Regions from separate parts of the Mus musculus genome. Here all the other regions are linked to region 1. The links are chromatin contacts, called in public ChIA-PET, Hi-C and promoter capture Hi-C maps. All regions are on one chromosome and are shown on one strand. The core of a region is the stretch at or near the end of the contact, and the rest is flanking DNA. Distances in the headings are between cores, read along the strand shown.

What was found. Promoter capture Hi-C pulls out the DNA fragments that hold promoters and counts their contacts. Hi-C and Micro-C count contacts between places; a contact is called where the count stands out from the background. ChIA-PET counts read pairs in DNA pulled down with a chosen protein or histone mark.
Region 2: a contact with region 1 is called in a promoter capture Hi-C map of pre-B cells, with 5 times the contacts expected there. The contact joins the promoter of Gk5 here to the promoter of Slc25a36 in region 1. A contact is called at or near these places in 3 of 39 promoter capture datasets (erythroid cells, liver and pre-B cells), 3 of 484 Hi-C or Micro-C datasets (B cells, CD4 T cells and natural killer cells), 2 of 115 datasets of contacts at active chromatin or transcription factors (bone marrow-derived macrophages and memory CD8 T cells) and 2 of 9 other capture datasets (adipose tissue and liver).
Region 3: a promoter capture Hi-C map of hippocampal neurons shows a contact between it and region 1, with 5 times the contacts expected there. The contact joins the promoter of Clstn2 here to the promoter of Slc25a36 in region 1. A contact is called at or near these places in 1 of 39 promoter capture datasets (hippocampal neurons) and 2 of 115 datasets of contacts at active chromatin or transcription factors (bone marrow-derived macrophages and embryonic stem cells).
Region 4: a contact with region 1 is called in an RNA polymerase II ChIA-PET map of memory CD8 T cells, with 14 read pairs. The contact joins the promoter of Atp1b3 here to the promoter of Slc25a36 in region 1. A contact is called at or near these places in 3 of 39 promoter capture datasets (hippocampal neurons, liver and pre-B cells), 1 of 115 datasets of contacts at active chromatin or transcription factors (memory CD8 T cells) and 1 of 9 other capture datasets (adipose tissue).
Region 5: a Hi-C map of embryonic stem cells shows a contact between it and region 1, with 2.3 times the contacts expected there. The contact joins the promoter of Rnf7 here to the promoter of Slc25a36 in region 1. A contact is called at or near these places in 3 of 39 promoter capture datasets (erythroid cells, liver and pre-B cells), 3 of 484 Hi-C or Micro-C datasets (all in embryonic stem cells) and 3 of 115 datasets of contacts at active chromatin or transcription factors (embryonic stem cells and thymic regulatory T cells).

Annotation. Positions count from the first base shown.
Region 1 is chr9:97,108,563-97,114,066 of GRCm38.p6, forward strand. It overlaps Slc25a36 (solute carrier family 25, member 36), which reads right to left and starts at 2,479. Exons shown (of 7, transcript NM_138756.4): 1 at 2,349-2,479. The coding sequence starts at 2,389.
Region 2 is chr9:96,116,299-96,121,802 of GRCm38.p6, forward strand. It overlaps Gk5 (glycerol kinase 5 (putative)), which reads left to right and starts at 3,131. Exons shown (of 16, transcript NM_001368879.1): 1 at 3,131-3,314. The coding sequence starts at 3,153.
Region 3 is chr9:98,030,407-98,035,910 of GRCm38.p6, forward strand. Clstn2 (calsyntenin 2) reads right to left here and starts at 2,761. Exons shown (of 18, transcript NM_022319.2): 1 at 2,455-2,761. The coding sequence starts at 2,569.
Region 4 is chr9:96,361,305-96,366,808 of GRCm38.p6, forward strand. It overlaps Atp1b3 (ATPase, Na+/K+ transporting, beta 3 polypeptide), which reads right to left and starts at 3,127. Exons shown (of 7, transcript NM_007502.5): 1 at 2,742-3,127. The coding sequence starts at 2,850.
Region 5 is chr9:96,475,655-96,481,158 of GRCm38.p6, forward strand. It overlaps Rnf7 (ring finger protein 7), which reads right to left and starts at 3,021. Exons shown (of 3, transcript NM_011279.3): 1 at 2,754-3,021. The coding sequence starts at 2,928.

The sequences.
Region 1 (5,504 bases), core at 1,229-3,728:
CCTGTAGTACGGTGAATTTCACAACTCCTAGTGTATATAATTCTATCACAATAAACAAACCTAGCAATTATGAAGAACACACTAAATTATTGCCAAAATAAACAATTTTGATATATAACTTAGACATGTTCAATTAAGAACATTACCAACATCACCTGAACTCTATCTATCTATGTTCAGTACATACAACACTGCCAGAACATTACACAAAACAGAATTCATGTACTGTGTAACTGTCAAGACGTCTACAATAACTTAGTCCTCATTTTACAGGCATGAAAGTGTTTGAACTTAGGGTATTTGTCTTGACATCTGTATGTTTTCTGTATTTTGATTAAATGCCCTTTGCTATCACCTAACACTGCTTCTACAGAGTATATGTACATATGGAACCACTATGTACGAATATGAGATGCAATGGGAAGGAGGGGAAGTCACAACACACGTACTTTGCCCCATTTAACATTCTACTACTGTGTGCGTACTAGACTTCTTGAGAAGTGGAAGAAATGAACTGATATTTTTGAATCCCGTACATAATAATTCTCCATTCCAGCTCTCAACTGAAACAAAAAGCCTACATAGAATGGCCTAACTTCACAAGTGTTTATAAACACAGTGATGTCCTAGTACAACTGGAAAAATCCACATTCAGACTAACATTTATATCCTACACATGCATGTGCTTTAACAAAACTTACACACACACATATGCCTGGACAAAGAATAACAAAGGAGCCACGCAAGGGCTCTAGAAGAGACCATTGTCAACTCTGCTCTACAGGAGAAGTGATTAAAGACTTCTATTTCTTAACTCAAAACAAATTAAAATACCAACCTGAACTACATCTATGGTCTTCTAACTTTCAGAAGATCTAACTACAAGTAGAAATCCAACTACAAGATGCTATCCTTACTTTCTCCTACTCCGCCCCCCCCCCCAACACACACACTCGGAGAAAGAGGGGGGAGGAGAGAGGGAAAGAGAGATTAATAAAATGTTCTAAGGGACCAGGCAGTGGTGGCACACACCTTTAATCCCAGCACTTTGGAGGCAGAGACAGGCGGATTTCTGAGTTCGAGGCCAGCCTGGTCTACAGAGTCAGTTCCTGGACAGCCAGGGCTACACAGAGAAACCCTGTCTCGAAAAACAAAAACAAAACAACAGAAAAAAAAATGTTCTAAGGGCCCGAGGATGGAGCCCAGTGGCAGAGAACTTGACTAGCAGGTGCCAAGTACAGGTACTGCAGAAATTAAATTAGCCCTTTACTGGCAGGAAGCATTTTAGAAACACAAAAGGCAAACTGCTCCTCATAAAATTAGTAGTTGCTTTAATGGCAGAATAGTGGACCGTTCAAAATTGGTGAATCATAAATGTTGAATGAAATGTGTGACAACAATGTAAAGTACTGTCATATTGGCAACAGAATCTCCACACATTAACTCAAAGCAAACAACCATGCAAAGAATGCATACATATATGTATGTATCCCTTAAAGTGGCTGATCCAAGAATCAAACCACCAAACTTTAAAATACTACTTTATTCTGTTATATAGGTTAAAAAGTTAATTCACCATAGCGATTTTTTGTGACAACTTTATAGTCTTGCAGGTAAAAGTCTTAACGTTGCTCTATTATTTCTCTAAATAACTGGGAAGGAACATATCGAATGGAGGAACAAACTTGGCTCAGCAAAATGGCTGTAGCTGGGGGATCAGCAAACCAGACTTCGGGCTCCACACTAATCCTGTACACATATATAATGATTTCATTTAGTAGTCGCCTTCTCTCAAACCATCCATACCCCTTCTCCAAAGCAGGCAGTGCTGAAGGGTCGGGGGGGGGGGGGAGGGGGTTGCCTTCCCATCTCAAGAAAAGAAAAGAAAAGAAAAGAAAAGAAAAGAAAAGAAAAGAAAAGAAAAGAAAGAGAGATTGATTGATTTCAAAGTCACTGCCACTTTTGCACCATCTCCCGCAAACCGGGGCAGGCAAGGGAGAGAAAATTTTCCGAAGCTGGAAATAACCTCTGCGCACCGCGGGCGAGCACTGCAACGCCTTCCCCGCCGGCTACGACGCCGGCCAGCAGCAAAGGCGCAGCGGCGGCCGGAAACAAGGTCGCCCGCGAACGTGGGCAACGTGAGGCCCAGTCGTGCGGGACGGGGAGGCCGAGCCTGCTCCCATTTTGTCGCCATGGCCGAGCCTCCTCCGCGAGGTCCGGGTCCGTGTGCCTCCGCTGTCGCGCAGTACCGGACGAGCTAGGCCGCGACTCACGCCCTGCCCCCGCCCAGGCTCGGCGTGGCCTTCGCAGGCCCGTGGCCTCCAGCCCGCGCGCCCCAGCGACCTTACCCCCCGGCAAACAGATGCACCAGCGTGTCCCTCTGGCTCATTCTCTCTTCTGCATGTCCTCCGGGAGTAGAGGCGGGACGCGGACCCAGCAGGCCGCCACGGCCAGCGGCGAGGGCCAAGAAGGGGGACGCAAGGGAGTGGGCGGAGCCGCCGCTGCGGAAGGCCACCCGCGAACCCACCCCACGGGGTTCCTGCTCCAGCGAGCTCCGTCGGACTGCGCAGTGAGAGTCGTGAGGAGTCGGAGGTCCCTACATAAACAGAAGCTCCTATTGGCTTAGGCCGCGTGACGTCACGAGGTTCGCACGCCTCTTTCACGTGATCGCCCAGGGGGCTCTTCAATGAAGGGCCGTGGGGCAGGACGGGAATGCTTGCTGGTGCGTAGTGGGTCGGCTCGCACTCTCATCCGATGCGCTGATCAGCAGGTCGCTCAGCCCTCGCCACTTAACCTGCGCTGGCCGGCTCTTGACGATCTAGGATAAAACCCTAGCGGCCCAGGGCCACAGCAAGTTTTTGGGTTTAGAACTGAGCCTTTCTGTTTCCCCGTGTTTGCCTTGGAAATCACTTGTGCGAATATACTCGCTTGCACTCTCACAAACAGCACGGCATTAAACATGATCATTAAACATAAGCGTTAAATTGGGATCTGTTGTGGAGTGGCGAGATAAATCGGGTTTTTTTGGTTTTTTTTTTTTGTTTGTTTTTTGTTTTTTGGTCAGGAAAGAGATGCAAAATCTCACTTTGAGACCAACCCTGGCTGCTCTCTGGGGCTTGCCCTCCAACTCAGAGACCTGTGCAAGCCTTAGACTCCCAAGTGAAGGGATTAAAGGCGGTCCACACTCTGTGGAACATTCCTGAGATGGAATGCTGACGGAGAATTCCTGACAGGTCTAAGGTAGAGTCACATGAGGGAAAAGTGTTCAATAAAAGGCAAGTAGATTAAAATGTGAAGGTTTACTACAGGAATAAACCAGCTACTTATTTTACTAATCAACACATTTCTTACATGTATATGTTGGACTAGGGAAAGTTTTCTTTCTCTAGAAAATGGCCATTATTTCAATTTTTTGTTAACTGCTTATTTGCAAGGTACAGATGAATCGTCAAAATAAAATAAATAGATATCAATATGCTAATCACACAGAAGGAACAGAAATATATCTCATTATTTCTTTCTCTTCATCCCCCTCCCCCATAAAACTGCCCTTCCATTTGCAGGGGCCCCATCACCCTTTCCAGCCCACATGAAATTTTCCAGAGCCACTTACGGGCACAACTTGACAAAATTCTAACTGCTTTAGCTCTCTCCGTGTTGTCCGGCAACTAAATTCCTACAAAACGTACAGACTGCAAATGTCCATGCCACTGTAAAGGACTGAGTGTGTAAATTACTTAAAGCATTTCAGCAGTGCAGAGTGTTCCTTATCTGATTATTATTGTTGGGGGAGGGGCACTGCAACCAAAGTCCTTGGCCCAGGGCTTACCCAACTCACCCCCAGTACAGCCTGACTTCTGAGCTTTACTGTTGAAATGAGAACAGTCTATTAGAGCGGGAAAGGATGACAAAGGGGCAAAACTGGAAGAGCGGACACAAAGAGTGACGACAACCCTAGCCAAATGACAAAGATTTCCGCAAGACATCCAACGGGTATTTTCTTTATATGGCAGTTGTGTTGAGACACAACTCCCAGGACACATGTCTCTTTAAAATGTGTGGTTTAGCCGGGCAGTGGTAGCGCACAACTTTAATCCCAGCACTTGAGAGGCAGTGGCAGGTGGATTTCTGAGTTCGAGGCCAACCTGGTCTACAGAGGTAGACAGAAGGACAGCCAGGGCTACACAGAGAAACCCTGTCCCGAAAAAGTATATATATATATATATATATATATATATATATATATATATATATATATATATATATATATATATATATATATATATATATATGTGTGTGTGTGTGTGTGTGTGTGTGTGTGGTTTGGTGGGTTTTAGTATATTTTCCTGGTTGTGTAGCCCTCACCGACCTATTTCCCGACCGCTTCCTCACCCACAATGCAGCCACGTGTTTGTTAGGAGTCGCTCCCATTCGCCCCTCCTCTTCCCTAGAAACCACTGATCTAGTTTCTATCCCTCTGGTTTTGTCTATGCCGCACATTACTTATAAATAAATACATATTTTTAAAAATGGTGTGTGGCCTTTGGTGTGAGGAATTTTTCACTAAAAGTGTCTTCGAAATCCACTCGAGTGTTGCTGCAGGATGGATGCTTCGTTCCCTTTCACGGCAGAACCTCGTTGCTTGACTGAATACTTGACTGATCGGTATTCAGAGAACGAGCCCTTGTTTCCACTCTGAGGCTGTCCCCAACGCTGCGGCTGTGAACAAGTTCTATGGGCATGTTCTTGTACCATCACAGTTATTCCTGGGTCGGTGACAAGACAGTGTTGCTGGTCCCCTTTCTGTCTCTCTTGGAGGCCACTGTGGGTGCAGACCCAGCACATTGTGCTAATTCGGGCGCCGTCCTCTGGGGCACCGCTGCTGAAGTCTATAAGGACTCAGGCTTGAGCAAACCGCCAAGCCTGCTGGGTTCACAGCACTGTCATCGCCTTCTTTATCTCTCCGGATAGAACACTGCTTCACTGAATTCTTTCCATAGGCCCCGTTGTCCTTTCTAGAAGCTTTTACGAGCTTTCCTGAAGGCCGGTATTAGGGCCAGGTGAATGGAGCCAAAGGAAACGTTCCCCCAGTTTACCCATCCCCCTTCTCAATCTCTACCAAGAGGACTTCTGGGAGATACAATCTTTTAGTGAGGAGGGACCAAAGTGATCTTCTCTGTCACGATAGTTGGTCACAAGTACTTCAAAAACAGAGGCCTCACCTTCCTGACTAACAATGGTTTCTAATTTCAATTGCTAAAGAGTTGAAGAAAGTTCTTAGTAGCTAGAGAGTGGGGGTGGGGTAGGGCACAGCTAGACAGAGGTCTTCTTTTCTTCTCTGTTTTTCTGTTATTTTTATTTCTTGTAGGTTAAGAAAATTTAATCGGGCGGGGGGGGGGCGCTTGTTTTTATTTTTGTTTTTTTGAGACAGGGTATCTCTGTGTAGCCCTGGCTGTCCTGGAACTTACTCTGTAGACCAGGCTGGCCTCGAACTCAGAAGTCGG
Region 2 (5,504 bases), core at 1,881-4,380, 990 kb before region 1:
GCACCAAGATGCTAGGCAAGACCAAATGGTAAAAGTGTGGCATGAAGGTTATGGAGGTAGCCACCTGCTGATTGGATTTGTGGCCTGCATCACAGGAAGGCATTCATGTGTGACATTATAAATCTGGGCCAAAAAGCTCATGGCTGTGGAAATCATACAGCCTAGAGGGGAACCTATGACTGTTGTTTTGCTAAATGCTCATGTTCTCAGACTGCCCTCCAAGTGTTTATATTTATACACAGAGACTAATGTTGCTTTCAGTTTTGGCCAGGCAAGCTTCTTTATGTAGTGGGCAGCAGTCAAAGCAGGATCATAAACTAGTTTTTTTGTTTTTTTTTGTGTGTTGTTTTTTGTTGTTGTTTGTTTTGTTTTTGGAGACAGGGTTTCTCTGTATAGCTCTGGCTGTCCTGGAACTCACTCTGTAGACCAGGCTGGCCTTGAATTCAGAAATCTGCCTGCCTCTTCCTCCCCAGTCCTGGGATTAAAGGCGTGCTCCACCACGCCCGGCTGTTTTTTTGTTTTTTTTTTTAAACTGAAAAGTGACTGTTGTGCTCAGCCCTTTCTCCCCAGGCTCAGGTACTCCATGAAAAAGAGCAGCAGAAACAATGCAGGAGTGTGAGGATTGGGAGAACAGGTAGGCGTGCTGTGAAATGCTGCCTCTTGGACCTGGCATGGCTTTTGCCCCTATGACCTCACTGCGGCTGGCGATTGACTTGCACAACATCAAGTTAATAGTCCAGCGGCAGCACTAATTGGATTGGACCCACTGGGTTGGGGAGGGCAGTGGGGACATGTTTCAAGGTGTCCAGGGGAAGTAGGAAGGGAAGATTGAGGGTGAATACGACCAAGATAAATTGTTGGAGGTGGAGAGTTGGCTCAGAGGCTAAGAGTCCTTATTGCCTGTGCAGAGGTCCTGGGTTCTATTCCCAGCACTCCCATGGCAGTTGACAACCATCTATAACTCCAGTCCCAGAGGCTTTGATGCCCTCGTCTGACCTCCCAGAGCACCAGGCACACATGTGATGTACATATATACATACAGGCAAAACATTCATACACTTAAGAATGTTTTAAAAGATACATTGTATGTATTTATGAGGTTAACAAAGAATAAATGATATTCTAAAAAACAAACAAACAAGCAAAAAAACAAGTTTTCTTCAGGTGACAGCATTTGTCAAGGTTTCAAATTTGTTTGAAATTGGAAAACTGTGCTTGACCTGTTGGCGCATTGCTATAATTCCAATGTGAGGCGAAGTCAGGAGGAGTGGCTTGAGTTCTAGGCCAGCCTCTGGTACACTCAGACTCTGTCTCAAGAGAAATAAAACAAAAATGAGAAACTTTTTAAAAACTCTAGACTAAGTATTTTTTAAGATCTGCTCTTTCACACTTTAGAAACTGCTGATGTTTGACCTTACGAAAATGATCACAAAGTCGCAGAGTATAAAACCCCCAAGAAATACCTCTGTGAGAAGTACACCAACTGTTAACACTGCCTACACTGAACTTTTCTTAGTTGTAAGCAGGGAAACTAATGGCTAACTGTATGAATAAGCTTGACTAGGTTACTTGTACATTGCTGTGGGAGGTGTAGTTTAGATGTGATTGACATTTAAATCTGTATCCCCAGTAAAGATATCACACACACACACACACACACACACACACACACACACACATGACTGAGCTTCCCCCGATTAGTTGAACACCAGGCAAGCTTTGGAAAAGGGCAAAGGCAAGCTTCGGGAAGGAGGAAATCAAAACTGTAAGCATGGAAGTGTGCCTTCTTTTCCAGGCTGCCAGCAGGCCCTACAAGTTTCTAAGCTTGCCTGGACCTACAACCAATTCTTTAAAGTTTCTTTCCCTCAGGAACTGGGAGAGATAGCTCCGTAGGTAATGTGCTTGCCAGTCAAACATGAGGACCAGAGTTTGGTGCCTATTCACGACAAGAGCATATAGAATCCTAGGGAGCCTTTGGTCCTAGTAAGAGATTGCCTTGAGGAACAAGGTCAAACTTCAGTTGTGGCTCTCAGGTTCTGGCTCTGCCTTCCCTCTGGTATTTGTACAGTTTCAGTTTCTCAAGAGAATCGGACAGCATAGGACTATTAGTCATGCATACAACGCTGGAAAGTCTCTCTCTCTCTCTCTTTCTCTCTCTCTCACACACACACACATTCATGCATGACCAATTGGTCACCAACGATATAGGGCAGACCTGTGCCAGATGGTGCAAATAGGCATTGCTGTGTAGAGACAGACTATTAAGAGAAGCCACAAACAAACAAAAATAAATATGGTGTTCACAGTCAAGCTTCAAGTGACAACCCAAATCCAACTTGGCAAATCTCTGGGAAGCAAGTAGGCTAACAGAGTAATATAAACAAGAAAATATTCCTTTAAGCTGATAAGCTACCCACAAAACATTCTCACGAAATTTAAACTTTGTGTCGCGGCAAAGGCCCTTTAGTGCCATACAAAACTTGGACATCTATTCATCGTTGTGTAATACATGCAAGCTTTTCTGGGAAGACTTCATGAGGAACCTCCTATACTTTTGAATGTCTTCCCACGGACTGGAAAGATGGCTCACTGGTTAAGAGCACTAGTTGCTCTTGCTGAAGACCGGGGTTTGGTTATCATTGCCTACATGGAAGCTTGCAATCGTCGGAGGTCCTCTTCTGACTTCTACATGCATCAGGCACATGTGGCTCACACACATAAATACAGGCAAAAAACTAAGTGAACATGAAAAAAAGTTTAAAATTTTTTCATCTCACTTGATTTTTCCTAACAGATATTCGTAAAAAAGTAATCTGGGCTAGAAGGGAACTAAAAAGTTTCAAAGTAACGGTCGCTGAACGGTGACATCCAGTACAGCGCTGCGGTAAACGCCATCTTTGCCAAATTCCCACGAGCTGCTCGGCGCGCTGCCCTGACGTCACGGTGCTAGGGGCGGAGCGTGGGGTAGCAAGGCTTCCCGAAGGGGCTGAACGAGGCGGGGCGGGGTCTTGTGAAGGGGCGGAGCCTAACTCGTCGAGGGGCGGGACAGGGCGCGGTGTAGGAGGGGCGGGGCCGCGAGCTCTCCGCCCGGGGTCTGGCGTTTATAGCTCCGCGCTGGCCGGCCCGTGGCGACTGCAGTGTTCGGGGTCGCGATGTCAGGGCAGCAGGAGCGTGCAGAGCGGCAGCGAGAGGAACTGAGCGCGTCGGCCTCGCCGCCCTCCCGCTTCGTGCTGGGGCTGGACGTGGGCAGCACGGTGATCCGCTGCCACGTCTATGACCAGACGGCGCGAGTGCGAGGCTCCAGCGCGCAGAAGGTGACTAGGCGCGGCGGGAGGGTCTCGGGATCTGACTGCACCCTAGCTCTTCCTGCACCTCTGGGGGGCTCGGGCCGGCGTGGCCCGGTGTCTGTCTCTCGCTTCCTGTCCCGCGGGACTCAGCGCTCTAGCTTTACCTGGGTGGAACCGAGGTGACTCTCGGGGCAGCGCGGGCAGATTGTGTATATGTGGACAGAAGGTGGTTAGTGATTTGCGTGGTTTTTCTGCACTTCCTCGTCGACCTTTTATGCCTTTTAGCTCTTCAGATTTTGATGGAATATAAAACTGTGGGTTTTTTTTTTTCGGTTGTGTTATTTAAACAATTCGTTGCATTTATTATTTGTGTATCTGTGTGTGCTCGCGTGCTATATGGCACACATTTAGGAGTCAGAGGACAACTTTCTTGGGCATCGGTTTTCTCCTTCCACCATGTTGGCCCGGTCCCTAGGATTGAACTCAGGTCTTCAGGCTTGGCAGAAGTACTTTTACCGCCAAGCCACCTTACTGGTTGCGTTCGTAAAAGTGCTAGGTCCTCACATTAACATTTAACTTCCATGGATATTGGAGACACTGAGCACATTTTGAAAGCTTTGTTATCCTTATTTCTTTCCATCTTTGAGAATTCATTAAAAAGTATCTTCTGGCTTGAGAAGCCTGCCAAAGCATTGGTTGGTCTTTGTTAGCAAAGCCTTAAACCTCAGATGATACTAGTTAACAGCCAACCCCCATTTTAATAAAGCGCTAATTTCTATACAGTGGTCAATGCAGTTGATTGAGTGTAGTGTTCTTATTTACTCCTTTAAATACTAGCATTTTCTAATGTTTAAAATATTAGCGAAGGGATATGAGAGCCATTTAACTTCTTCCTTACAGCACTGGGCTCCCCCCTTTTTTCCCTGTGCTATCCTACATCGACTAGGGTAAAAGTTAAGTAGTGACTGCCTTAAGAATTTACTTTGAGGAAATAGACTAGACGTTCCCTTCAGGGATCTGAGCTAGGAGGTGAGTTGCAGCAACTGCGCTGCTCGCTCTCTCTCTGGCCAGCTGTGTCGGAACACTGCCCACCCACTCAGTCCATCCCTGTCCCAACCTTTAAGGACAGGTCTAAGGCACATACTGAGCTCTTGTCGTATTGCAAGTCTTTATCACAAACACAACGATACTTCTTAGTTTTTCTTACAATTCTAGTCACAAAGTACTTTTGCTGAAACGGTGCATTTTAAATTTTTTTTTTTTAATTAAGGAATGAGAGTTTGGTTCAGGAAGGAGATGGCTCAGCAGGTAAAGAGGACTTCCCAGTCCTCCCTCCTAAGCTTGGATCCCTGAGATGGACAGGGAGAAAGGAGAGCATAGGTTGCCCTCTGTCCTCGGCACTTTAAACTGGCACAAGTGTGCTCCCTACCCTGAAGTAAATATGAAATTTGATAAATTTTTAAGAAGTTGGTAGGCAATACAGCTGCATAGTTGTTGCACAATTTAAGGAAATTTGATTTTTAGAAAGTATTGGGGTTTGGTGGTACATACCTTTAATTCCAGGGCCTGGGAGATAGAGGCAGATGGGTCTCTGAGTTCAAGGCCAGCCTGCCTGGTCTACCGATGGAGCTCTGGCTATGTAAAGAACTGTGGAGACGATGCCTGGGAACTGATGGGAAGAACACTGTCTTTGGGATGCTAAGCATGGTCTTAAACCGTGATAGCTGATGTCAGAACTTAAGGGTGTGCTTCTGGGCAGATAACTACATACAAAAATAAGTTATAGTGGTTTTTGTTTGTGTTTGTGTATTTGTGGTCTTAAGATCTCTCTCTGTATCCAAGGCTGGTCTGGAACTCTCTCTGTAGCATAGGCTAGGTTGGAAATAGGTATCTGCCCACCCCATCCCATCCCTGCTGAGACACCACTAGTCTTTGCTTATGTGGCCATTTAAAAAAATAATTTTATGTCTGTTGTCTCTAGTGATAAAACATGGGGTCTTTCTTTGGCCAACTTTCTAGAAACTTAATCGTGCATCAGATTGTTAGTCCAAGCACACTGGCCTGGCATGTGCAGTGCCCTGGGCGTTACTTCCAACCAACAAAAAGATAAGGAGGCGCCTTCTGAGGCTGTGCTGCAGAGAGCTGAATTCATTAAGAATAAGGTCTTGCTAGTCTACACTGTCGTTTAGCACTTTAGGACTTCATGGGTGGAGAGTA
Region 3 (5,504 bases), core at 1,511-4,010, 920 kb after region 1:
GAACACACTGGTATTCAGATGTGCCACCTCACAGGAATTTGAGACCAGCAGAACACCTGTAAAAAGTTATTTAGAGGGTGTGTCCAACTCACAAGGTCTGTACCCCTCAGCTAAGGCATCGTCATGCACACTCCTGGTTGTCTTCTTTCTACCCGTGAACTCGGAAGTGCACTGAGAAAGACAGCTGTCTCTCTGTTCAGTCTCTCTCAAGGGCCCTCCTGAGTCTTCTCCTTTTTAACGATGGGAATAGAAATGATAGAAGCCTTACAAAACAGCGCTATCAGAGGCAGTGTGTGTTACGTGCAAAACTCAGTTTTATTGTTCCTCCCAAATAGTCCTCAGGGGTTGTACAATTTAGAAATGTAAACTTCAAGTGCACTGAAATAAAGAAAGTCTGACCTGTAAATGTTAAATAAACTGTTATAATAAATGTGTCTGTTGTGACCAAATAGTCCTTGTTTCGAAATAAATAAATTAAATAAATAAATAAATAAATAAATAAATGGTGCTCTTTGCAGCCCCCTTGTGGCTTGAAGGGGAAAGACAAGGAGAATCCAGAGTAGCTCCTATTCTCAAGGCCAATAAAACTTTTAGAGTAGAATGACAAATAGCTTTAAATGTGAAATGGATATATTCTAAGGGAAGAAAATTACGGATTTAAATTATTTTATATACAATTATTTACATAATCTAGACCTGTGGAAGCCTGCATTTGTTGTGGCTTTTTGTTCTCTCCCTCTCCTCTCATTTCCCATTCTTGGCAAACTCAGCAAGGTGTTACAGGAGGGGCTCTCTTCCCAAATTACTCCTTCTCTAATCCTTACTCACCGTGAGCTCCCCTGAAAGGATGAAATCTGCCTACCTGTCAAAGTGTCCGTACTGGAAGAACAGACTGTTCGGACGCTCGGTTTCTATCCTTATTTTCACCAGAACAACAGCAACAGCATAGTACATTGGTCCCTTCATACAGACAACCTTTTACCATACCACTTTTAAAAAGACATTTTCATGATGAATTTTTCTGTCTTCTCAAAAAAAGAAAAAAAGAAAGAAAGAAAAAAGGAAGAAAGAAAGAAAGAAAGAAAGGAAGAAAGAAAGAAAGGGAAAAAGAAACTCCTTGAGGAAGAGGAGAGGTACGTGTTAGAAAGACACCTGTGCATAAAATCTTTTCCATTTTATGTCACCAGAAATCAATAGATTAAAAAGAATAGGAGCACCTCTTTTCCCAAATTTATCACTTGCAAATGTCAGGAGAGGCCGCTCTCAAAGTCCAGACAAGGCAAATGGAATGGCCTGCTTCCCCAATTGCCCTGTCTCCGGAGAGATCCAGGCTGCTGTGCTTTTCATACCAGCTCAGCCAACAAACCTCTAAATCAAGCTGTCTCTACTTGGGAATCTTTTTCCAACAAGGACAAAAACTCTGTTTTCAAAATATCGCCAGACAGAATTCCAAGGACCATATGTCACCCGTTCACCTGGCAGAAATCAAAAGCACGCCCTCCTCGTCAACAGTGCAGAGAATCAACAAGTTACCACTTAAGCCAAACGCTCCATCCTGCAATCTGCTACAGTCTCCCTGAGCCCACCATCATCCACCCCAATTGGGCTCCTGCGATGCTTCCCAGCTTTTGGCTACCGCGTGACCTTCTGTTCCAGACCCGCCCTCCAGATGCAGGCTCCCCAACCTGCGCTTCTCCCAGCGCTCCCAGACAGCTGTCAAAGTCTGGGGCTTGCGGGCTTCAGGTTCCCCTGATAACGCCAGCGTTCAGGAGAATCTTAGAGGATTAGAGAGGTCAAGATCAACTATAAAGACCAGAGAGGAGCTCTAGGCTCGGAGGCTCGGTCCTCCGAAGAAAAGCAGAGTGTGAGCCGCAGTAGCAACCATCACATCCCGCGCTTCTTCCGGACTCTGCCCATCTTGAGGGCGTGAGTTCCCAGGGGAGCCAGAGCCCGCGCTGCGGAGGAGCAGGAGGAGCGCCTGGGTGCGGGCAAGGCTTTCAGGAGCCTACAAGTTCCCACGCCATCCTCAAGCTGGAGTGCCAGTCCAGCTCGTCTCGCTGCTTTGAAGACGCCCCTGGTTCTTGCCCCCAAAGCAGAAGCAGACAGACACCTGCTTCACCCACTCCCCAGCCCCCGCTACAGCGCCCATGTCCTGCCTTGCTCAAAGCATCCCTGAGCCAAGCCCCGCGATGCTCCCACCCCAGCACACAGGGCCCCCAAAGTTCTCTATACTCCATAGACCTCCCCTTCTCCTTGGCGCCTGGACCCCGCCCAGAGGTTGGGCTGGAGAACCTCTTGGGTCCACAGTTTAGGGCGCACACTTCGAGGACGGTGCGCGCAGAAGCCGAAGCTGCCACAAGAAAGGGCGGGTGTTAGACGAGTAAGTCCAGGGTCTGCACCCTCGAGCCCGCCCTGCTTCCTTCCAGAAGAGGAACAAACTTCCCCAGCACCCACCTTTCGCCACGAGGAGGCGGCGCCGCCGGCTGTCTCCGCCGTCTCCACTGCCGCCGCCGCTCCCTACGCCCAGCGCCAGCAGGAGCGGCACCAAGCACAGCCTCCCCGGCAGCATCCTCGCCGCCTGAGCCGCCACCGAGCTGCAGCCGCCGCCTCCTACCGCTCGCGCCGGCCTCGCCTGCCGGTGTCCGCTGGCGTCCGCTGGTGTCCGCCGGTGCCTGCCGCGCCGCCTCCCTGGAGCTGCCGGGTGCGCTTCTGGAGCCGCCGCCGCCGCCCTCACTCACCGCCTCCGCTGCCCTTCGCCGCGTCGCTCGCTCTCCCGCAACAGCAGCACTCACTGGCGCGGACCCGGAGCGGCTCCAGCGCTCACCCCGGGACGGCCCGTGACGTCACGGAGGGAGGGAGGTGGCTCGTGCATATTCATGAGACGCGGACATCGGCGCGGGGTTGCGCGCTCCCCCGCCTCGCAGCTCCGGCCCCCAACTTTCCACAGCCATCCCCTATGCCGCTCGCTCGCGTGATCCGACTCGGTCAGGCGCCGGTTCCGGCGGGTGGAACCCATGCGGGAGGCTCCAGGGGAGCCTTAGGGCCTGGCGTCCCCCCCTGCGGCTCTCCAAACTGCAGCCCCGAGGCACTGCGAGCGCCACAACCAAGTGATCGCCCGAGGACCTTCTGTAAAGATGCAGGCGACCCTACTGTGATGCGCCCTTTGAACCGACATCCCTGCGGAGGGGCCAGGATGCTGTCTCTGTGGACCCTGCCCTTGGATATGGTCTAGGGATGGACGCTCTATGCCGCCTGGTCTGGGGAGGGCGCCAGGCGCTCACTAGAGCTGCAAAAGGCCACTGCCTCTAGGAGTTGTAGGGCAGAGATCACTTAGGACCTGCGTAGCAATGCCCGGGCTCTGTGCCATCTCAGTGAAGCAGGCACAGCCACTGCTAGAGTCAAAAGGACTAGCTAAAGTCAGAAAAGGCAACTGTCAGTCTTCAGTGGGAAGCACATTCAAACTTCTCCCTCAGAAGTTGCCACCTTTACATTGTCACTACCTAGGTAAGAGTATGCCATTTGGTATCATGCCTTCTAAAATCTCAAGCCAAGGAACACTGTCTCTGGAGGTGGGGTTCATATAGTTCTCCACCACAATACACCCCCAACCACCATCAGGCTGCCAAAGGATCAAGAAGGTTCCCAGTAAAATCAACTAACCGCTCGGAAGAAATCACTATATTTCCATAGATGTACTATTTTCTCACGATCCAAGGGTCATGTGCAGTTGAGAAATGAGGCAAAAAAAAAAAAAAAAAAAACCAAAAAACAAAAAAAAAACAAAAAACACAGAAACAAACAAAATTATCCTTTCATTCATCATCCCGTTCAAGACATTTCCTGAGCACTAAATGATTGTGGATGCCCCGTTAGGCAATGAAGGACACAAGGTCTTTGTCCCTCTTGGAGAAGCCAAAGGGGATGAAAGCAGTTAAAGTCCCCCGCTTTATGGTCCTGCACATTCTTTATGTTGCTCGATATGAGCCTGTACAAATCAATTAGCCAAATGTGTATATTGCAACACTGACTGAACAGCATCTCATAATTAATAAGTGTAGTTCGGAGTACTCAACCAAGCCATAAAATACATTAAGAGCCTTCTGCTGCCCAGCCTCCCTGTGTGGTCCTGGCAGCACACTGGGAGACTGTGGTGTTAAAAACAAACTTCAACATTTGAGACCTCAAGAGGTGCTCAACAGCTGCAAATCCTGGTGGCTGCAGGGGACTCAGCTCTTTGGCCAGCAGGTCCCCTTTAGTCCATGAAGCAACACCTGTGCTATTGTTCTTGTTTCTGGAGTAAGGTCACTCCTTTACCCAAGGTAAAGAGCTACCAAGTTCCAAGCCAACATCAAGAGACCTCTCACCCTTCTCAGATTTTAAAGTTATAATCCAGAAGGAGGTAGATGCTGACCATGCAAAGTCAGAGAAGCCAGTGAATGAGAGAAATGTAAAATCGACCCATTTTTTTATCCTTTGTGCTCCATCCCATTTGGCTGATATTTACCCCCCTTGTTTACTCAGACAAGAACCTCCTTACTGACTGAACATCATCCCTGGAGGTCCTTAAGCTAACTGTTGTTAAAGTCATCTGGTCCCAAGTATTTGACATGAAGTTTCAAATTCAGACCAAATAATGAGAAGCAGAACAGAGAATGAAAAGAAGCAGAACAGAGAATTATAAAACATCCCCAAGAAAGAAATGGCCAGGAAAGAACATCACAGAGAAACACAGTAGGGAAAGGGCGCTTACCAACAGGTGCAGCACGTCTCTCATCCTTCGCTTCTTGTGAAGGAGGATGAGAGTGTCTGCTAGATTAAGCTCTGCAGTAGCCTCTGTTTAGTCATGGTTCTCTGGAGCTGTTCCCTTGGATGGCGCTCTCCCACTCCGGCTTTTAGATTGGCTGTGTGGTTTGCTCTACCCCTGGACAGTAGCATTCTTGATTTTTTTTTTCTTTCTTGGACACCTGCCTGTCATAAGAAGAAACTCAGGCTAAACCTGCAGGAGAGTCAGAGACATTGGTGTACGCTGATACGACATCCCTGAGATGTTCCAGACAGCTAATGCTACTTTAACCTGATCAGCACAAATAACCCACACGTTGACCACAGACACATGAACAAGCTCAGGCAGGATCAGCCAAGCTGGGCACACATCAGAACTGTCCAGCTGACAATTAAAAAAATATAAATGGTTGTTCCATTAAGTCACTGTGTTTGGGAGTAATTGATTAGGCAATACTATATCCACTGCATTAAGGTCATTACAAGAAGTGAAAAATGAATATGAGGCACTCAATATGCTGTGCGTGGTCAATGCTTAATAAATGCAAAAATGTCCCCATCTTTACCTACTTTAAGGCCATGGAATGCCCGTTGAACCATGATTTGGCTTGCTTGGGTAGGGGAAAGACCAAATGGGTTAGAGTAAATGTATCTTAAAAATACTCAGACCACAAGAACTTCTAGGCATGCTCTCTGTACATATCGTGCACCACTATTCAGTA
Region 4 (5,504 bases), core at 1,877-4,376, 750 kb before region 1:
CAGACAGCTGTTTTCAATACAGTAATGTGATGTGACAGGCAGAATTTCCATTCTCTAAAATGTTTACAGCAAAAACTAAGATTTAACGTATTTAGTGCACTTAAATAAGGGAAACACCTCAGATCAAGATGGAACATACTGCAGACCTAAGTATAATAAAACCAGACAATGTGGACATCTTTATAGAATCTTGGGAGGCCTTTATACAAAACAGACTGAGCAACTTTACAAAGTTTAAAAAAAAAAAAGTTGTAACTCTTTACTACCACCCAACATTAAATTTATGTTGGAGGAGTGGGGACACAACTAGAAATAAATATCTACCCATCTAAAGAGTTTTTTTCCAAGGGAGAAAAAAGCCAGAAAATATAAAAGCAGTCACAAAGTATAGCTTCAGTGTTGAAGGCAAAACACCATCACAGCCTTGCTGGTGGGAATATACTGAGAAATCTCCAGCAAGGCACCATGACAACATGCTTTGAACTCTAAAAGGTCTGTATGCTGCCTAGCTATCCTACAAGTGCAAACAGATCCCAAGGAAATAAATTTGGGAAAATGTATATATACACAGGAAGAGGAGGTGAAGGAAAGGGCCAGTGCACACAATAATGAAGGGGAAAGCGGTATATATGCAGTGGGACAGTAGTCAAGTAAACTATTAATAATAATGGGGATATAGACCTTTATTAACATGGGATGGTGTTTGTAACATACTTATATGGCTATGATTCCTTCTTGCTTAAAAAAAGAAACATTATACAGATTGCAGAAAGACATACTGGAATGCTAGCGGTGGGTCAGGCAGTTGCCTCTTCCAGGGCCTTGACGATTTTAAGTAAAAAGCGCCCGTCTCGGCAGAACGCCCCACAGGCACATAGATGTCCAAACTGATGTTGAGTCTGCATGTAGGCGGCCTCTCAATGGCAGACCCTACATGTCTAGAGACACAGCCTTCAAGGCTGAGGATTTAGTTTGTCTTCCTCTCACACACATTCTTAATGTCTCTGTGCGGGGTGGGATCTTCTGCACTGGTTTAGGATTACTATAATGAACTCAAAATTTACTATGTGAGCACAAGGATAAGTACTGATTCTATAAAGAGGTCTTGCTTAGTTCTTCCTAGGCTAACCTCAACTTTATCCTTACTCCCACTTTGTACAGGTTCTCTGCTTAAATGCATATTACCAAGGAAACCTATATCCTAACACAAAGGTTAAAACAGCACTGTTGGAGCTGCCATGATGGTCCACTCATGTAAGTGACTGAGGCAAGAGGGCCACCAACAATTAGTTAATCAGAGGTCAGTCGAGGCCACAGGAAGATCCTGCAGGAGAAGCCCTACCGTCGAAGTAAAGATAATGGACTCTAGAAGTGAGAAGGCAAGAGAGAAAGGCAAAAGGCAGCTTACAAAAATGAACCTCTCTCCACCACCCAAAAATCTCTTCAGTTCAAAGTGCTCTCTGGAAACAAGCAATTATCTTCATCCTTCTCCCTTTAACCGCGGTGGAAGATTTATTTCTTGAGCACATACAGAGCTCTCAAGAAAAGACAGCAATTTAAATAAAAATTGTGCATGATTACTGGGCAGTCAGGCAAGGCATACGTAAAATAATACAACCACTGGACTGGGATTAAAGGAGACTGGGCTCTTTTCTTGGCCCCATGGAATATGTAATTTTACAAAGAATCACAACCTCTGGGTTTCATTTCTGAACTAGAGGTTGGAATTTAAGAAAACAAAACAAAACCCCCCAAACCTTCCATGGCTCCTTTCAGCTTGTGATAGAGTGTCAAAGAGCCTTGCACCCTAGAGGAGCTCACTTCAGTGAACAAGTCATTTTGTGAGCCATATCTCACTTATGGTCTTCAATGCTTCTCTTAAAAATGCCATGCCCCAACGGCTCTCAGCTCTAAAAATCCATTCTTACTCAGAATGGAAAAAAAAAAATCTGTCCTTACCCATTAACAAAATACTCTTAAAAAAGGATTTCAAAAAGGTAAAATTGTCTAAATAGAAAGGCAATAAATGGAATACACTTGTCCACCTTCACTAACATTTTTTTTGACCCCTCACCTTAAAAGCAGCACAAAACCCAGAAGACCGATCAACTCGGATTCACTATTTCGTTTTAAAACAATGAGTTCGCACAGAGAAAATCTGTTAACATTCAACCACCACTCGGATGTTTTGAAGGTACGGGAGGAGGGGGTGTTTAATAGGACCGTCTTTCCCCAAAGCAAAATCTGCAAGGCAGAAAAGCGCTGTGATCTCCGAGGAGGAGGAGAAGGAGGAGGAGGAAGAAGCCCTCTCGGAGCCGGCCTTTCTCAGTCGGAATTCAAGTGCTTTTTCGCGGACAATGTGCCCCAGTGATTAACTCCCCGTCACACGTCCCTGCAACCCACACACGCCCGGAGCTCGCCCGCACTGTCCCGGCCGTCTGGGTGGCAGCGCCGCCGAGTCACAAGATAGCGGGCAGTGGAAATTTCCTCTCCCCAGGCAGGCGAGGGGCAGGTCCGGCTTCCCCAGTCCGCGCGGCCCGCGCCTCCAGGGCGCGCGCCCTACAAAGGAGGCCCGGCCCGGCCGGCCGGTCCCGCTTCCGGCGCCGCTCGCGGCGGGAACCGGCAGCACGTGTGCCCCGCTCGGGCTGGCCAAGCGGCCGCCCAGCCTCGGAGCCGGACCGCCGGGCCGCCCGCAATGAATGGGGCCGTCCGCCGCGCCGCCCGCCCCGCCGCGCGCTCACCCCAGCTCTTGGAGGTGCGCCCCAGAAACTCTCCGCTGCTCGGGTTGTAGATGAACAGCTTCCACTCGGCCAGGCTCTGGTGGAAGGATTTCTTCTCAGTCTTCGTCATGATGGGCGTGTGGAAGTCGAGGTGAACGGAGGCCGCGGGGCTGGAGGCGACGAGGGGCTCGGCGGCGCGTCCTGGCGACGGCGGCGGCGCAGCCCAGCGACAACAGCGGAGGACGGCACGGCCGGGAACAACTCTTCGTTACGAGACCACTAGAGCCGACTGCGCCGCGCCGCGCCGGGCGGCCGCAGGGGCCCCGGGAGCCTGACGTCTCCGCCCGCCGCAGCCAATCCCCGCGCCGCTGGCGCGCACCGCGGCCGCTGCCTCCCGCCCGGCTGGGCGCGGCCCAAAGGCCCAGAGCCGCCCGGATGACCCCGCCCCCGACAACACGCCACGCCCACATCTCCAAGGTCCGCCCTTGACGCCAGAGCCACGCCCCCAGCCAAGCCACGCCCCAGCCGGGCTACTTGCCCCTGTAGCCCCCGCCCAGGTGCGAGGAAGCCAGCGCGGCGGGGCTGCGGGCGGAAGTCTGCCGGGCACACTGACCGGCAGGGTGGTGGCCCGAGGAAGGTGGGCGTAGGAGGCTACAGCGCTCTCCACTGGAAGCCCAGGCCGTGGCTGGGCTTAGTGGAAGCCCAGCCTGAGACTTAGTGGTCAAAGCCTGGAGCACATACTTGGCCCCGGAGCCTTCTGCAATACGCCGTGGCGCGTTCTCCTTGGGGCTCTGTGACGTCTTTAAACGGCACCTGCTGCAGGGCCTCGGGCAGCGTTTGTAGCGTCTAGTGTGGACTAGCTGCTTTTGGGTTGCCTGAGGGTCATGGCAGTTTTATTCTAAATATGCTATCGTTAACCAAATGGAGTACAGTATACTTTTTCTCCAGATTCAGTCGAGCATATCAATGAAATCAATATAAATATTTTCCCAAGATTTCCGCTCACTAAAGCCTTGCTTTTTTTTTTTTTTTTCTTTTCTGGCTCGGTCACTCCAATTGTTAACTACAATACTTGATGGAGTACAAGGTTAAGGTTGTTAGAGTTAGGGATAGATGCCTGAACCACTCGGCTGGTGTTTTCTTTGCCACTGGTGGCCGCTACGCCTAGGCGGAGCCAGGAATTCAGGCTGCATTCTGAAATTCTGAAACACCATAAATGGGATTTTAAAAGACTCAAAATGGAAGTTTGAACAGAAGGTGAGGTTATTTTGATTTTTTGTTTTTGTTTCCGGAAAAGAGATGTTAAATAACCTCTGTTAAATAGCAATAATGAATGAATAAATGCAATCCCATTTTGTTTGCAATAATTTCATTAACCACGCCCACCCATACGTTTATGACTATCCAAAATCCAGTTTGGTTTTGTTTGTGACAGAATCTTGCTGTGTAGCTTCAGCTGACTTGACATTGTGTATCCCACACTCTTGTCCTCCTGCCTCGACTTCCTGGGTACTGAGATCACAGGCATGTGCTACCATGCCTGATTTACAGGGGATTTTTGTTTGTTTTCAACTGTTGTTTTTCTGGGGTTAGGGTTATTGGGAGAGGAGGGAACCAAGGACCATGCACATGACAAGCATGTCACCAACTGAACTACATCCTCCGCCCTCCAGTTATTTGTTTGTTTTCCAAGACAGGGTTTCTCTGTGTTGCCCTGGCTGCCTTGGAACTCACTCTGCAGACCAGGCTAGTTTCCAGATCACAGAGTGCTGCCTCTGCCTCTGGAGTGCTGTGACTTAAAGGCCTGCACTCACCTCTCTCTGCCTCCGGTTACTTTTTTGGTCTAATAACACCAAAAAAATTTTCAGAAGCAATTTGTAGAGTTTGACATGAAGCTGATTTTAGAAATACCAAAATATTACACAAGAAGCCTAGAATGCTTCTCTAGATTATAGGTAAGGCTAAAAGCTAAGGAATGGAAATAATTTTACCTCAAAACCTGAACTGCACACTAGGGTAGCTAGAATACTGATAGGATTAACTATGAGCTTTTTATATATGCAAACCGATGAAAGATACATCATCTATCTGGGATAAAATATAAAAATATATCTGCTTATTTTGTGTGTGTGCATGTATAACAAGCATGCTTTAAGAAATAATTACCTAATACATAGAAAACAATGTTATGAAATGACATTTCAAAGATGTTAGTGGCCAGCTGAGAGTTTCAGTCTCTGTGTTTTTAATAGCCATAAATACAGCTTTTATACTTAGTGTTCTGTGGTTTTTCTAAATAAGGGTTTAAATACAAATATAATTCAGTAAACACTTTGAAAACTCATGGCTAGTTTAGTCAGTATGGCAGTCAGTTTCAACGGATTTCAATTTGGCAAAAATACTATACTCGAACAATATGGGACCTCTTTGTTTCTGTGTTCCGAGATAATTGAGCATGGCCTGGAAGAGTAAACACTGATTATCTTGGGATATTAGCCTGCCAAATATGAGCAGATGGAATATCAAATTTGGTCAGTTATATTCCTTGTAGGTAGCTTTACAAGAGAAATTGCTTTACCAAGATAAAAAAGCAAGATACATAAATTTGAATTTGAGAGATGAACATCTTGTATTGTTAATTCCCCCCCCCCTTTTTTTTTATATATGTGTAGATGTTTTCCCTGCACTGTCTGTGTAACACGTGTACAGTGCCCATGGGGGACAGAAGAGGGCATCTCCTGGAATTGGAGTTACAGTTGTGAGCTGTCATTTAAGCAGTGGGAA
Region 5 (5,504 bases), core at 1,771-4,270, 630 kb before region 1:
TAGATATAAAACTGCCTCCTTGGGCTTTATCCATAGTTACTAAACACCCACTCTTCTAGGATTTAAGCCTTGGGATGACAAAACAGCCAAGGCTGTCCCCCATGGAGCTCACTAGGAAATGGAGAAGGGAGGCAAGCAAACCACCCGGTGTGCTGATGACACCTGCGGCTGCTCTAGCTCTGGCCGCCACCTTTTTAATAAGTAGGAAACCAAAGCTCCAAACAGCCATTGTGAAATCTCTAAGTTATCACAAGCAGGCACTCTACTCTGGCTGTACAGGGTATAGGTGGAACCCAAGGGAGAGATTACCCACACTGCAACTGGGTGACAGGCCAACTTTGGAATAAGAAGGCAAATAAGGGGCTGGTGAGATGGCTCAGTGGGTAAGAGCACCCGACTGCTCTTCCGAAGGTCCGGAGTTCAAATCCCAGCAACCACATGGTGGCTCACAACCATCTGTAACAAGATCTGATGCCCTCTTCTGGAGTGTCTGAAGACAGCTACAATGTACTTACATATAATAAATAAATAAATCTTAAAAAAAAAAAAAAACTATAAAAAAAAAAAGAAGGCAAATAAATAACTTTAAGATTATGAAAAGTCAGGGCCTGAGAGATGGCTCAGTGTAAGAACTCTCAAACAGGATGTCAAGTTTAGTCCCAGTGCCCGGCCCAGGGAGCTCACAACTGCCATAACCCCAGCTCCAGAGGGATCCACGGGCTCTTAAACACATATGTCCATACCCTCCATACATGTGCATTCATTAAACTAAAATTTAACAATGTTAGGGGTGGGGTAGGTTGAGACAGGCTCTCTACATAAACCTGGATGGCCGTCTTAGAGATCATTAAGTAGACCAAGTTGGCCTTGAAATCAGAGATCCATCTTCTGCCTCCCAAGTGCGGGATTAAAAGGTGTGTGCCACCACGCCCAGAATAAACAAACAAACAAACTTAACTATATATATTTAAAAGCCAATCTCAGCCGGGTGTGGTGGTGTACGCCTTTAATCCCAGTGCCTGGGAGGCAGAGGCAGGTGGATTTCTGAGTTCGAGGCCAGCCTGGTCTACACAGAGAAACCCTGTCTCGAAAAACAAACAAACAAAAAGCCAATCTCTGGCCAGATAGACTGCTCAAAAATTAAAGTGCTTGCATGAGTTTAAGCCTTGGGACCCACATGGCAGGAGAAAAGAAGCAACTCCCAATACTCTTCTTCTATGTCACACTCACACTCACACACACACACACACACACACACACACACACACACACACACACACACAGAGTTCTTCTATGTGTCCGCCCCCACCACAACTCTAAGTAAATTTTGTTGTTTTTAAAGACAGGGTTTCTTGTGTAGTACTGGCTATCCTGGAATTTGCTGTTAGATCAGGTTGTCATGGAACTCAAGAGACCCACCTGCCTATGGCTCCCAAGTGCTGGGATTAAAGAATGCACCATTAACAACAGGGTAATAAAATAATGATGATGATGATTTAAAAAAAAAAAGCGGGCGTGGTGGTGGACCCCTTTAATTTCAGCACTCGGGAGGCAGAGGCAGGTGGATTTCTGAGTTGGAGGCCAGCCTGGTCTACAAAGTGAGTTCCAGGACAGCCAGGGCTACACAGAGAAACCCTGTCTCGAAAAAACCAAAACAAACAAAAAAGATTTATTCATTATTTGTTTTTAAGATGGGGTCCCACTACTTAGCCTTGGTTGTGTAGACCAGGCTGGCCTAAGGCGCACAGAGATCTGTTTATCTTTGCTTCTCGAGTACTAAGTTTAAAGATATCACCACACCTGGCCAGAATAAAATTTCTAAGCAAAGCTTGTGCTGCCTCTGCCCCCATGCCTCAGCCTCCCGAGTGCTGGCATTTCAGACATTCGCAACCACACTCAACCCTAAAATGGAAATCACTGCCCAGCTCCTAAGCAAGGATGAGGGGTGGAACAGCTGGATTTTAGTGTTTTAGTCAAATCAGATTCTACATAGAAACTAGTGTCTGGGTCTACAATTAAATGTAAAAAGTAAAGTTTGGGAGCCCTGATGAAGCAAGTCCAAAGACAAAGAATAGACTGTGGAATCTCTTGATGCTACGTTTAAAGTCTCAAAGCCAAGAAACGCGCACATTTTCAAACTGCAGAAATCTATTTCAACTACTCCCCAGTCGCCCTGTAAAGCAACCTCACAGTAATCTAAAATTTTATGTTTATGCTACCTGCATCTGGGTTTGCATACCAAATGTGCCTAATGCCCTCAAGGGCCATAATGGGGTGCTGGAGTTATTGGAACAGGAGTTAGAGGGTGGTGAGTTGCCATGTGGGTGTGGAAAATCGAACCCGGGTTCTCTGTTAAGAACAAGCTTGTGCTCTTAACTGTGGAAACATCTCTCCGGTCACTGAGCCTCATTTCGGTTATGAGACAGAATCCGTATAGTGGCGCAGGCTCGCAATTTCCAGTTTTTGGGAGGTGCGCCCTCCTGGGTTCTAAGCCAACCTCGGCTAAATGGGCAAGCTCTAATCCTGAGGAACGTGAGAGCATCTCAAAGACGAACATCCCAACCCTCAGATCTACGCGAGGGATCCGCTGGGAGATTTGCTGGCCGCAGGGCCGGAGGTTCCCCTCGGGTATCCCGGTCACGCCCCCTCCCCCCCGCCCCCATAGGAACCATCCCGTGTCTGGCGGCCCGGCCCGGCCCAGCACTCGCCGGCTCGGCCCAGCTCGCGGTCCCGGCTTCGCCTGCATCGCTTACCCATCACCTGGACCCTGCAGATGGCACAGGTATCGCACTCAACGTCCCAGCTCCACATGGCTACCGCGTTCCACTTCTTGAGAGAGAACATCTTGTCGCCTCCCGACTTGGAGCCTGCGCTCCCGGAGTGCGAAGAAAGGACGCAGGGTTCCTCGCCGTCCTCCACGTCGGCCATGGCGGCGGCGCAGAACGGCGACGCGGACGTTGGGCGCGGAGGCGGGAGGTACGGTGGCTCAGCGGGGCCACAACACACGCCACGGAGCCTCCCGCAGGCACGGGCGGGCGGGCGGAGCCAGACGGCGATGATTGGATGGCGCGCGCCAGTGACGTCACGAGGGGCTGGGCAAGGCCTGTACAGAGAACCCCAGCGCTTGCTAAAGTGGCCAAAGGCCAGTTGCTGTAGGGCAGGCCCGGGTCAGTAAGCGAGCATTGTCTGGAGTTACATTGTATTAAACTCGGGGGAGTCTCAGAAATCACATCGTCCCTGTCTTCATTTGTCTCCTTTCTCCCAAATGTAAAACTATCAAGAGTAGGGACAGAATTCTCATCACTGTAACCTCCGTATCTTACAAAATGGTTGGCCTTGAATTCAGATTCATTTATTTATTTATTTATTTATTTATTTATTTATTTATTTATTTATTTATTTTTGGTTTTTCGGCAGCCGGGCGTGGTAGCTCACACCTTTAATCCCAGCACTCGGGAGGCAGAGGCAGGCGGATTTCTGAGTTCAAGGCCAGCCTGGTTACAAAGTGCGTTCCAGGACAGCCAGGGCTATACAGAGAAACCCTGTCTCGCAACAAGCAAGCAAGCAAGCAAGCAAGCAAACAAACAAAATATATGTTTTTTTAAACTTTATTTTATGTGCATTGCTGTGAGGTGTCAGATTCCTTGGAAAGGACCTGGAGTTACAGACAGTTGTGATCTGCCATGGAGGTGCTGAGGATTGAACCCCGGTCGTTTGGAAGAACAGACCATGGTTTTAACCACTGAGTCATCCCTCCAGACACTACATTTGTTTGTTTGTTTGTTTGTTTGTTATTGTTCTCAGGTGACAGAGAATAGGTAAGCAGAAGGGCAAGAACGCAATGCTTAAGCAAATGTGTGCTGGGGAGAAAGCAGAGTGAGCCAGCCAGGGAAGGGCCAGGCAGTGGGCCCCTGGGACTGTGGTTAGGTCCCTCCCACCAGGCTTTGTCTCAGATCACTTGGCCAGCATTGAAGGAAAGCTTGGATGAAAAAGCAAAACAAATGTTCCTGCCTCGTGCTCAGCTCACGTCCACCGCCATCCTTCAGGCTACTCTTACCAACGGGGGTGGTGGTGTCCATCCTTACCGGTTAAGCCAATTAGAAGTATATGGGGCAGTGGCCGTGCACACCTTACTCTGAGCACTTGGGAGACAGCAGCAGGTGGATCCTTGTGAGTTATAAGGCCAGCCTGGTCTACAAATCAAGTTTCGGGCAACCAAGGCTACACAGAGAAGCCTTGTCTCGAAAAACAAAAACAAACAAAAAAGTACGAGTCCTTTATTCGTGCAGGACCAAATTCCGGCGCATGCCTCAGAGTCTCTTGGTGTCGCAGCTCAGGGATACGGTGTTTCTAAAGGCAAACCCCACAAAGACCACAACTCACATGAAAGTCAGATGACAGAACAATCTTGAAACGTTCATTTCTGACAGAACATGGTGATTTTTTTTTCCAGACGTAACATGAAAGTTACTTTTGACTTGTGCCTTCTTCAGTTATTTTAGTTTACATTAATTATTTTGGTTTATACATCGGGACCATGGTCCAGGCCACAGAAGTCCCAAATGTGCTGGGAGGGTAGATGTGGGCATGGAGGTGGGTGAGGAGAGGACTGAGAAGTGCCTAAGCCAATGCACAGGGAGTCGGGACAAGATGGCACAAGATGGCGTTTCTGTGGTCACTTCCTCTGCGGGAGAGTCTTTATTCCTTTGTTGAGAACACTGGGAGAGAGATGCTTGGTTTTGTTTTAGAGACTTCCCTTTAACACAAACACGTTTGAGCCCTTCAGGAAAGACCTTATTCCCATCGCGATTGAGTTTCCACTGTTTATTTCTCCACTCCTCATTCCTTCCTGCCATTCATCTTTATGAAAATAATCTTCCCTGTGGCTGAAGAGGAAAAGCTCTCCGGGGCTTCTTAAATTCAGTCCTTGGCGGCAGCCTGTGAACTACACAGCCGAGGTTAGTCAGAAAAATGGCAGGCTTTAATTTGTAGAAGTTAGAATTCACAGAAGAGACAAAAGGCAGCCTGGGCTTGGAGTTTGTACACCTGGTGAATAAAGGAAGAGGAGGTTTAAGAAGAGGAGGGAGGGCGTTAGTTTTCTTTCTGTTTCTATGATAAAGGCAGCGTTCCAAAGCCCCTGAGGGAGAAAACTGTTTGGCTTATACATCTAGATCACTATCCCTCAAAGCAAAGGCAGGAATGAACTCAGGATGGTCCTTTGGTGTTTTGCCTGCAGATGTGTGTGTCTTCATGAGGGTATCAGAAGCCCTAGAACGGGAATTACAGACTATAATGAGCTGCCGTGTGGGTGCTGGGCATTGAACCAGGGTCCTCTGGATGAACAGCCAGTGCTCTTAGCCTCTGAGCCAGCTCGGCTCTCTCCCTGTGACTCAGGCTAGCCCAGACTCTCTTCTGGACTCAGTTGGAGTCGGCTATTTCACCACTCTGTTGAAACAGCCTCCTGTACCTGCACCTCTTCTCAAAGCTGCACATGACAGTCATGT